3 separate regions of the Ovis aries genome follow, and regions 1 and 2 are each linked to region 3. The links are chromatin contacts, called in public Hi-C maps. All regions are on one chromosome and are shown on one strand. Each heading gives the region's core, a stretch centred on a gene start, on an enhancer-like site or on the middle of the called end of the contact. The rest is flanking DNA. Distances are from core to core; before and after follow the strand shown.

Region 1 (2,704 bases), core at 182-2,681, 200 kb before region 3:
TCAAATTTCTCAGTCCATCTTTGCAGCCCGACTCACTTATTCAGTAAGCATTTATTGTCTGTTGAGAGCTAGGCTCTGTACTAGGGGCTGAGAACACAAAACTCAAAAGAACAGTCCCTGCTCTCAAAGAGTTTATCTCCCACATCTTTGCCATGAATGAACTCTTCGAAACCACCAATGTCATGAAACCCAAAGGAGGTGGAGAACCGTTCCAGGAGAGACCAAAGCCAGGACTAGACACAATGCATGATCCCCAACTGGATCCTGGGTGAAGAAAAAAAGACCATGAAAGAATATCTTTGGGACAACTGGGGAAAACGGAATATGGATTTATATTAGATAAAGGATTTTATCAATTATTAAGTTTCTTGAATGTGATCAGATATTATGACCTTGGAAGAAGCATGTTAAAGCATTAAAATTTAAAGGTGAAGCATCAAGTGTATTTAATTCTCAAATAATTTCGAGAAAAGAAGGGAGCAAATACAGCAAAATGTTAACTGGTTACTCGAGGTGAGGGGCACATGGGTGATGAATGCGCTAATTTGCAACCTTTTCTGAAGGCTCGAACTTCAAAATAAAGGGAGACGGTGGGTAAACAGCTTCTGAAATTTAGGAAGCGCCCCTTTCCTGACCTCATTCTCAATTCTCTTCGGTTAAGCCTCTGAGATTCTTGGTTTTTCTCACGACTCTCCCACACGGTATTTATTCGCGGTGCTAAGTGAAGGACTGAATACCAGCAACTACGCCGAGAGCTGGTTATTATCACCCTGATTTTTCCATCCAGGAAAATGAGTTCGGGGAGAGTCAACACAACACTGTGCGGAGTCGAGATTTGAACCCACATCCGATGGGTTCCGGAGCCGGAGGGCCGAGTTTGCAACAGGTTCCGAGGCCGTCTCCTCCCCCGCAGGATGGACGCACCGATTCGAGGAGCCAACATTTTTAGAGCTCGTGCCGCGTGCCTCAGAACAACCCTGTCCGAGGAGACTGAGCCTGTCACAAAGCCAGAGGGGCCTCCGCCGCCGGACTCCCGGTGCACGGCAGGTATCTTCCCCGAATCTTCCCTCTCACTCAGCCACCCCAAGCCCCGACCCGCCAAACCAAGGAAACCGTCTCCCAGCACCCCCCGCGGCAGCCGGGTCGGCTCATGCGCAGGCGCCAGAGGCCGGAGGCGGCCGAGCTCGACTTCCGACCTGGGGCCTCGGTACGAAGACGCGGCTGGGCTGAGGCGGCGCCTTTTTCCCCGCAGAATCTCGACGCCGTCCTTCCCCAGCCCCGCCAGGACCCCGTTCTCCTGTACCTGTCGGTAAGAGAAGCTTTGCTGCTCCTCGGACCACTCCTCCTCCTCCGTCATCACCACGGGCGAATCCTGGCAGGCGCGCCAGGACAGAAAGACGCGGCCGCCTGGGAGACCTGGTCGGATTTTCCCGCCGCGGCGCCGGGCGACGGGCCGCGCTGGGGGCCAAAGCGCGAAGCTGCCGGCTGCCTCGCCCGCCCCCTGGCGGCGACTCTGGGAAGGGGGCCTCACAGCGCGCCTGCGCCTGCCTGGCCCCAGCCAAGCTCCCCGGAGACCTCAGGCCCAACTCTGCGTCCCGCACAGTTGTCAACACCAGTTCTCAGAAACAATGTGTGTAGGGACAAGGGTTCGCAAGTCGATTGTAAATTCCATGCGACTGCAACCTCGATATGCCTTGCTAAATCTAGTGTGAGTTTTTTATAATTCTATAGTGTCACAAAGTCAGATCACTGATAAATGTTTGATTTCTATCCCCTTCAGCGAAAAGTTTCTCACCCCATTGCCGTTGCCAAAGGAATATAGTTTTGACCCAAGTGTTAGCTGATTTTCCTTTATGTTAAGAATTAAGGGACTTACCAGGACTCCCTGGCGGTCCAATGGCTAAGATTCCTCACTTCCACTGCAGGGGGTGCCGATTTAATCCCTGGTGTGGGAACTAAGAACCCACATGCCAGGCGGCCATGAATTTAAAAAAAAAACGGAAATAAGGGACTTCCCTGGTGGTCCATCCAGTGGAGTTCAATCCCGGGGACAGGAGCTAAGATCCCACATGCCTTGTGGCAAAAAGAGAAAACAGAAGCACTATTTTTACCAACTGAGCTATCAGGGAAGCCCTATAATAAATTCAGTGAAGACTTTAAAAAAAAGAGAAGTGAAAAATAGCGAAACCTAACAGATTTGCACTGCTTCCAAACTTTCTTCAACTGAAGAAAGTTTTCCTCCTTCCCAGCTTCACTCTTTAAGTTTCACTCATTTTTGGATGATGTGAGGAAGAAACTTCTCTACTGAACTGAATAATAGTGTCAAGTACTGGAAGAATATTTCCTCAACTTATGCTATTCATGCTACAAAGGGTACAGACACCATGCACATTCAAGTTCAATATGCATTATTAACATCCACCTCCCCCCCCCCCTTCCGTAAGCAGTCAACAAGGAATTAAACCCTGATTTGCAGGGTTTTTTGGTGTAAATACTCCCACTATTGCCAGATTTCAAGCAACCAATATGAAGAAGCTGAACTCAGCATTTGTTACAAACTAGACTATGATGCATTGGAGAAGGAAATGGCAACCCACTCCAGTGTTCTTGCCTGGAGAATCCCAGGGACGGGGGAGCCTGGTGGGCTGCCATCTCTGGGGAACTAAAGACAGAGTCAGACACGACTGAAGTGACTTAGCAGCAG
Region 2 (3,005 bases), core at 390-2,889, 180 kb before region 3:
GAGCGGCAGCTAGGAGACGGCCGGCCTCACCAGTTTCTCAATGAAATTATCGACGGCCTGACCGGCCTTCACAAGCAGGATGATCCGCCGTGGCTTCTTCAGCTTGGACACCATTTCCTCCAAGGAGTGAGCGCCAAGCACCTTGGTGCCCTTCGCCTCATTAGCCAAGAAGTCATCAACTTTGGAGACTGTCCTATTAAAAGCACAGACCTAGAAGGACAAGGGGCCTGATTAGGAGACCTAGGACATAGAAGACCTTCAGACTGAGGATCAAGGGACAATGGGTTTCTATACAGCCCAAGGTTTTGGGAAGGGAGGACCCTGATTCTAACTTTTCTCCAACCAAGTGCTGATGGATCACTGTAAAGTTAATTATAATAGGATAAAAAAGCAAAGGACTGGATATAAGCAAAGGTCAACTACCCGTAACATATTGGGCCAGAGCCTGTCGCTATTTGGTTAGGACTTATATCTGGGAACCGGCTAGCTCCAGACTGTTACCTTTTGTCACTGATAATCCTTGTATTTAAGCCAGTTTAGTACTCACACCCGAACTTTTCTCCAGATCCTATTAGGCAATAAAGTTAGAGATCTACGCTTTCGGAGGAATTTCTCCTCCTCAGGAGATGGGCAGGTTTACTCAAGGCCACCTTACAGAATGGGCAGATCCATTCAGCAGGACTCCTTCCTGAGAGGACTGTAGGGTGGGCCCTCCCACCCTCACATGTAAAGTGGGGCTTCTCTCTCTTGCAAAAATGTTAAGCAGCAACAGAGCACATAGAAAGAGAACCACATTCCAAGTTACAAGGGATCTTTCAAATCAGAACAGTCCCCAGCACTCAGGCTAAGGCACCGAGGACCCCTAAGGGAAGAGTGTGCCCCTTCCCACTTACCACAAAGCCATGGTCATTCATGTTTAAAATTAAGTTCTGGCCCATGACAGCCAGTCCAATCAGGGCAATGTCAGCTCTGAAAGAGGGGAAGAGGAACAAAGAAAGCTTGTCAGTTGCACTTAATTCATCACAACTCAAAAGAGTTTTCTAGCTTTTGATACAATTAACAACTCGTCTTAAATTTCCTCCAGCCCACTCCTTCCTTTTGCACGTTAGACCCCGGGGTTGCAGCCTTCAGGCCACCCCCCATCAACCACTTCGCGGGTCCCCAAGCTCTCCTGGACCAACGACACATGCACAAGGAGGGGGTTCACGGCAGAGTCTTTTCTGCGCTACGGTCGAGCTGGTGATGACGCGTCCGAGGCCTTCCGTCTCCGCAGGCGGGCCGTCCAGGGGCCCGAGCTGCCCTCGGCCACGCCTGTCCCCTCCTCTCTCTCCTTTCCTAGGAACGGGATCCGCCCGCGTCACCGCGAGGCGCAGAGGGGCTGGGTCCCAGGAAAGGCGAAGCCGCGGGGCTGGCATGGGGTCCGGCGCTTCTCTGGAGGTCCCGGGCTCCGGGCGCCACGAGGCCGGGCTCTGGAGACCCCCGGGGCGAGGCGACTTCAGGGGCGACTCCGGTGTCCGCGCCGGCCTCCAGAAAGTTCCCTGGCCACCCGCGGGGTCACTCACTGGGCCATGGCGGCGATGGCGGCGGCGGCAAAGCAGGCTGGAGCAAGCAGACCCGAAGCACAGGGAGCGCACGGCGAGGACGACCCGGGATGAGTCCCGATCCGGCTCGCCCCCGGAGGCTTTGGCCGCGGCTTTCCAGCGCTGGCCAATCGGAAGGATGGGGCGTAGTCTTGATGGCACTTCATTGGTCCGGCCCGGCGCCTGTTGGACCACCTGAGGAAAGTAGGCCCGCCCACTCCTAGGGCTGGCTCAGGAGAGCGCCGAGCACATCGATGACATCGCCTGCTCGCCCGCGGGGGCGTGGCGCGGGTCCCAGGCAAAGGACACTTAGGGCCTGAGTTCTGCTCTGAGCCTCGGTCCGGAAGAGTGGTGGCTCACGTCGGGCCGCCCTTTCCAGTGCAGCGGGCACTTGGACGCCTGTTGTCCAAGTGTCCATCACTCCCTTCCGCCGCGCACACTCTGGGGATTATGCGTGGAATTGCTCCACCCTGGACAGGGCCCGAGGTTGTAGAGCCCTGAGCTACTCCATCTTGTAAAAGAATTCCATTTTTGCAAAGGTACCGGGCAAACAGACTTAGACTTTGGATATTGCCTAAACTTGCCCCGCTATGCACAAGCCAATCAGCCCTTAGGATAAACCTCCTGACTTTAAGTTCAAGGATTTGTGATTTACCTTGCAAGTAATGATTTACATTTGTGATTTACCTTGGAAGTGATGATTTACCTTTGCGAAATAACGATTCACCCTGTAAGTGAAAAAAAAACAATCAGAGATCCACACACGACCCTATAGAAGAGGGTAACCAATCAGTAGTCCTTCAGCCTGAACACCCCTTTTTGTTACCCTTTCACCTGAATATTCCCTATATAAGCAGTGTAACCCAAAACTCGGGGCTCCTCTCCTTAGCCGCTGCGTTGGTAACAGTGGGAGCCCTAGCTGGAGCTTGGTAATAAAAACTCTTGCTTTTGAATCGGATACCGGCTCCCTGGTGGTCACTGGGAGATTTCGCGAATTGGGCATAACAAGGTGCATTCTTTCCTTTTTAAATTTTTATTTATTTGGCTGCGCCTGGCTCTTAGTTGCTGCTTAAGGGATCTTTAGTTCTAGTTACATCATAAGAACTCTCAGTTGTGGCAGGGGGGATCTTAGTTGCCCCACCAGGCATCAAACCCAGACCCCGCAGTCTTAGCCACTGGAGCACCAGGGAAGTCCCCGGAGGTGTATTCTTGTCTGTAGACACATGTGACGAGTGCCAAGAAACGTTGCTCCTCACCACAACCTTGTGGGGGAGACGAGTTGCCTCTTTTTACAGGTGAAGAAACAGGCTCAGAGAGCAGGAGGGGAAGTACTTGCTGGGCTGCGATGGGGCCTGGCATGGAGGTCGAGAAGCCACGTAAGGGTGAACGGGCAGTTCAGGGCATTAAATACCATCTCCCACGTGC
Region 3 (2,935 bases), core at 2-2,501:
CATAGCCCTGATCATAGACGATGAACACAGAAATGCATCATTTCACCCCAAAGAGAATGCAATCTTGAAGGCAGTTTGCCTTGGAAGCTCAATTAGCGATTCACCAAGGAGGAAAAAAAAGTGATTTCGGAGTTCCATTCTGGTTTTAGGGCCCGGAATGTTTTGTGTTGCATGAACAATGACTAGCTCGCTGGAGCAGCCTCCCAACCCCCACAGCTTGGCTTCGGTGTGGCCAGTCACCCTGAAAGCTGCCAGGGCTGCCACTCGGTGCCTTCCAGCAACGGGACTTGGCTCCTAAAGGATTTGTCAGATCATCCTCCCAATATGGCTGCCAGAGTAAACCCAGGCTGCCGACCGCCGAGACCACACCAGCCCCCGCCACGGATGGCCAGCATCCAGCGAGCCCCCTCCCTTCCCACCGCGCTTCTCTCCAGTCCTTGCGACAGCGGCTCCCCCCTCCCACTCGATGCCCGCGCCTGCCTTCATCTGGCAAAAGGGCACAACCACATTCCTAGCCGAAGCCTCGATGCCAACCCTAACGGGGGAGAGGGGATGGGGGTAAATGAGAAGGGTGGCTTCAGCACGGAGCAGAGAGAGCCATAATGTGCGCAGAGAGCCCGGGTAACCGAGGGGCAGCGGCGGCTCGGCTGACCGCCGGGGACAGCCGGAACCTGGCGGCTCAGGGGAGGCGGAGAGCTGGTGCGGGCCACTGCGGGGGACCCGGCAGGCCGCTGGCCCAAGCCCGGGGCTCGCTGCTGGCCCGAGGACTGTCCCCCACTCGCGAGGCCGAGACTCCCCCACCCCGCCCCGCCCCACTCGGTGCCCCGCTGGGGCAGCGCCCTCAGTGTTCGCGGCTCCGGCCCGGCCCGGAGCTTCCCCGGCTCGGACCCCGCCAGACCCCGGCCTGGCCGCCCCTCCCCCCGGGCGGTCCCATTCTCAGGCTGGCGGCGCAGCGCCAACCGCCGCCCGCCTTACCTCAGCCGCGCTGCGGACAGACTGACAGGCGGGCGGGAGGGCCGGGTCAGCAAGAGCCGCGGCTCGCGGGGGCGCGGGGAACCCGGCACCGACGTTCCTTAGCGCGAGCAGCGGCCGCCGAGAGCCGCAGGGCGCCGCTCGGCAGCCCCATCACACAGCTGGCCAGCCCGGCATCAAGGGCCACGGAGGGCGGGAGTCCAGGAGACCCGGGCGCGGCAACCGGCGAAGAGCGGCTCAGCCCCGCGCTGGCACCTCCCAGGACCGCCGCCGTCAGACTGCTCAGCGTCCGTCCTCTCCAAGCTCCGCCTGCTGCCGCCGTCCTAGGACACCGCCCGAAGCCCGGCTGCCGTGCGTCACCTCGGTCCGCCTTGGCGCCCGCGACTGACGCGGGCAGCGACCAATCGGGGTGCAGAGCTCCGAGCGGCCGGCCAATCGCAGGGGGAGCTGGTGAAGGGGCGGTGAGAGAGGCGGAGACGGCTGGGCGCCCCCTGGTGGCTCAGAAGCCGGAGCTGGTGTGTGGGGGTGCGGGGTGGGGGAAGGCGGCGCCCAGAGTCCCCTACCGGGTGACCCCCGAAGGGCGTTAGCCGGCAGCAGCCGCTCCGGGCTAACCCGGTGATCCGCCTTGTAAGGGGACAAAGCAAGGCTAAGTGGGGCGGGGCGGGACTGTGGGGACCCGACGCCTGCGGAGGGGCAGAAACGAATGTGGGAGGCAGCCGAGTGTGGAGTCATTGTCCGTTTGGAAAACATCTCACCACGCTGAAGCCGCGAAACACTGCGCAGTCGGAGCTGAAACACGCAAAAGGATGAGTGTACTATCCCGCAGAAAGCTTACCGGCCTATTCTTAGCGAGCCCGAGCACAACACCTCCCACACGCCACCTTGGGAAAAAAGGCGGAATGAGTAATGGAAAAGCATGACTTAGTGGGCATTCAACTTGTCTCCTTGGGAGACCGAGTAAGGGCCGTGAGTAAACGAACAAAATGCTTTGTATCGCCCCGGAGTTAACCAACCGAGGTCCCCCCTGGGAGATTCCCTTAAAGGAGGGTTATTGGAATTCAGAAACCGGAGAACACACGCGCTCTGCTAGCTATTTTTAAAAATCAGATTTAGATTCAGGTCTAAAGAAAAGTACACAGCTGTTCACGTGAGGTACAATTCTGTACTTAATAAAATATTAATTCTACAGTAATATGGGTAATTATCATGCCAGGCATCACTATTTTACAAGGTTATGATATACTTTTTCATTTACTAGCAGAAATTTAAAATAAAATCTGATTCCTCCCCCCACCCCTCCGCTGAATTCAATACAGAATTGGATGTTAAAAAGCCTCTGTATAAGCAGAGACGCTAAAACATCAGAATTAAATTTCTACACTAAGGGTTTCAGAAGATTTGCACCACCGCTAAACTCCTCCATACTCGCCATCCAGCCAACAGCTATTGAACCTTTCATATACAATGTAAACTCCACCTATCCACAGAAGGATTTGACATAGCTTACACTGAACCACACAAGCAATAAAACTGTATAGCATTAAAGTAGGAGTAAAGTTAATTTTTTTTAAGTAATAAAGTCTGTATAGGGGAAAGGGCTGTCTGAAAAAGGGGAATGCATAGAAAGAAAAATAATATTTAAAAATACAGTCAAGGGAATGTGCCACCACTGAGCACAAAACCCACCTGGTAGCTTCCTGAAGGCCATGACAAAAATAGAATTACAATGAGTTAATAGAAGTTCATGGATTCATTAGTAGACACCAACCTTTTCCTTAGAAAAAGAAAATCTCTTAAGTCAAAGATCTCTCTTGGTAAATGACACATTGTGCTTGAAAACATGTGGGTTATTTTCAAATATCTTTTGATACTGATTTCTAACATAATTCCACAGTGACAAGAGAATAGACACTGTATGATTTAAACAGCTTTCTAGCCCATGAAATTTTTTCATCTTATGTTA

Evidence for each region. A called contact is a pair of places that touch in the nucleus more often than the background predicts.
Region 1: a contact with region 3 is called in a Hi-C map of muscle, with 2.3 times the contacts expected there. The contact joins the promoter of CENPS here to the promoter of KIF1B in region 3. A contact is called at or near these places in 4 of 16 Hi-C or Micro-C datasets (blood, muscle and tail adipose tissue).
Region 2: a Hi-C map of skin fibroblasts shows a contact between it and region 3, with 2.6 times the contacts expected there. The contact joins the promoter of PGD here to the promoter of KIF1B in region 3. A contact is called at or near these places in 2 of 16 Hi-C or Micro-C datasets (blood and skin fibroblasts).

The regions. Positions count from the first base shown.
Region 1 is chr12:42,404,987-42,407,690 of ARS-UI_Ramb_v3.0, forward strand. It overlaps CENPS (centromere protein S), which reads right to left and starts at 1,432. Exons shown (of 4, transcript XM_060396498.1): 1 at 1,304-1,432. The coding sequence starts at 1,357.
Region 2 is chr12:42,429,258-42,432,262 of ARS-UI_Ramb_v3.0, forward strand. PGD (phosphogluconate dehydrogenase) reads right to left here and starts at 1,640. Exons shown (of 13, transcript NM_001009467.2): 1 at 1,563-1,640; 2 at 894-969; 3 at 31-210. The coding sequence starts at 1,570.
Region 3 is chr12:42,605,073-42,608,007 of ARS-UI_Ramb_v3.0, forward strand. KIF1B (kinesin family member 1B) reads right to left here and starts at 1,252. Exons shown (of 47, transcript XM_060396494.1): 1 at 976-1,252.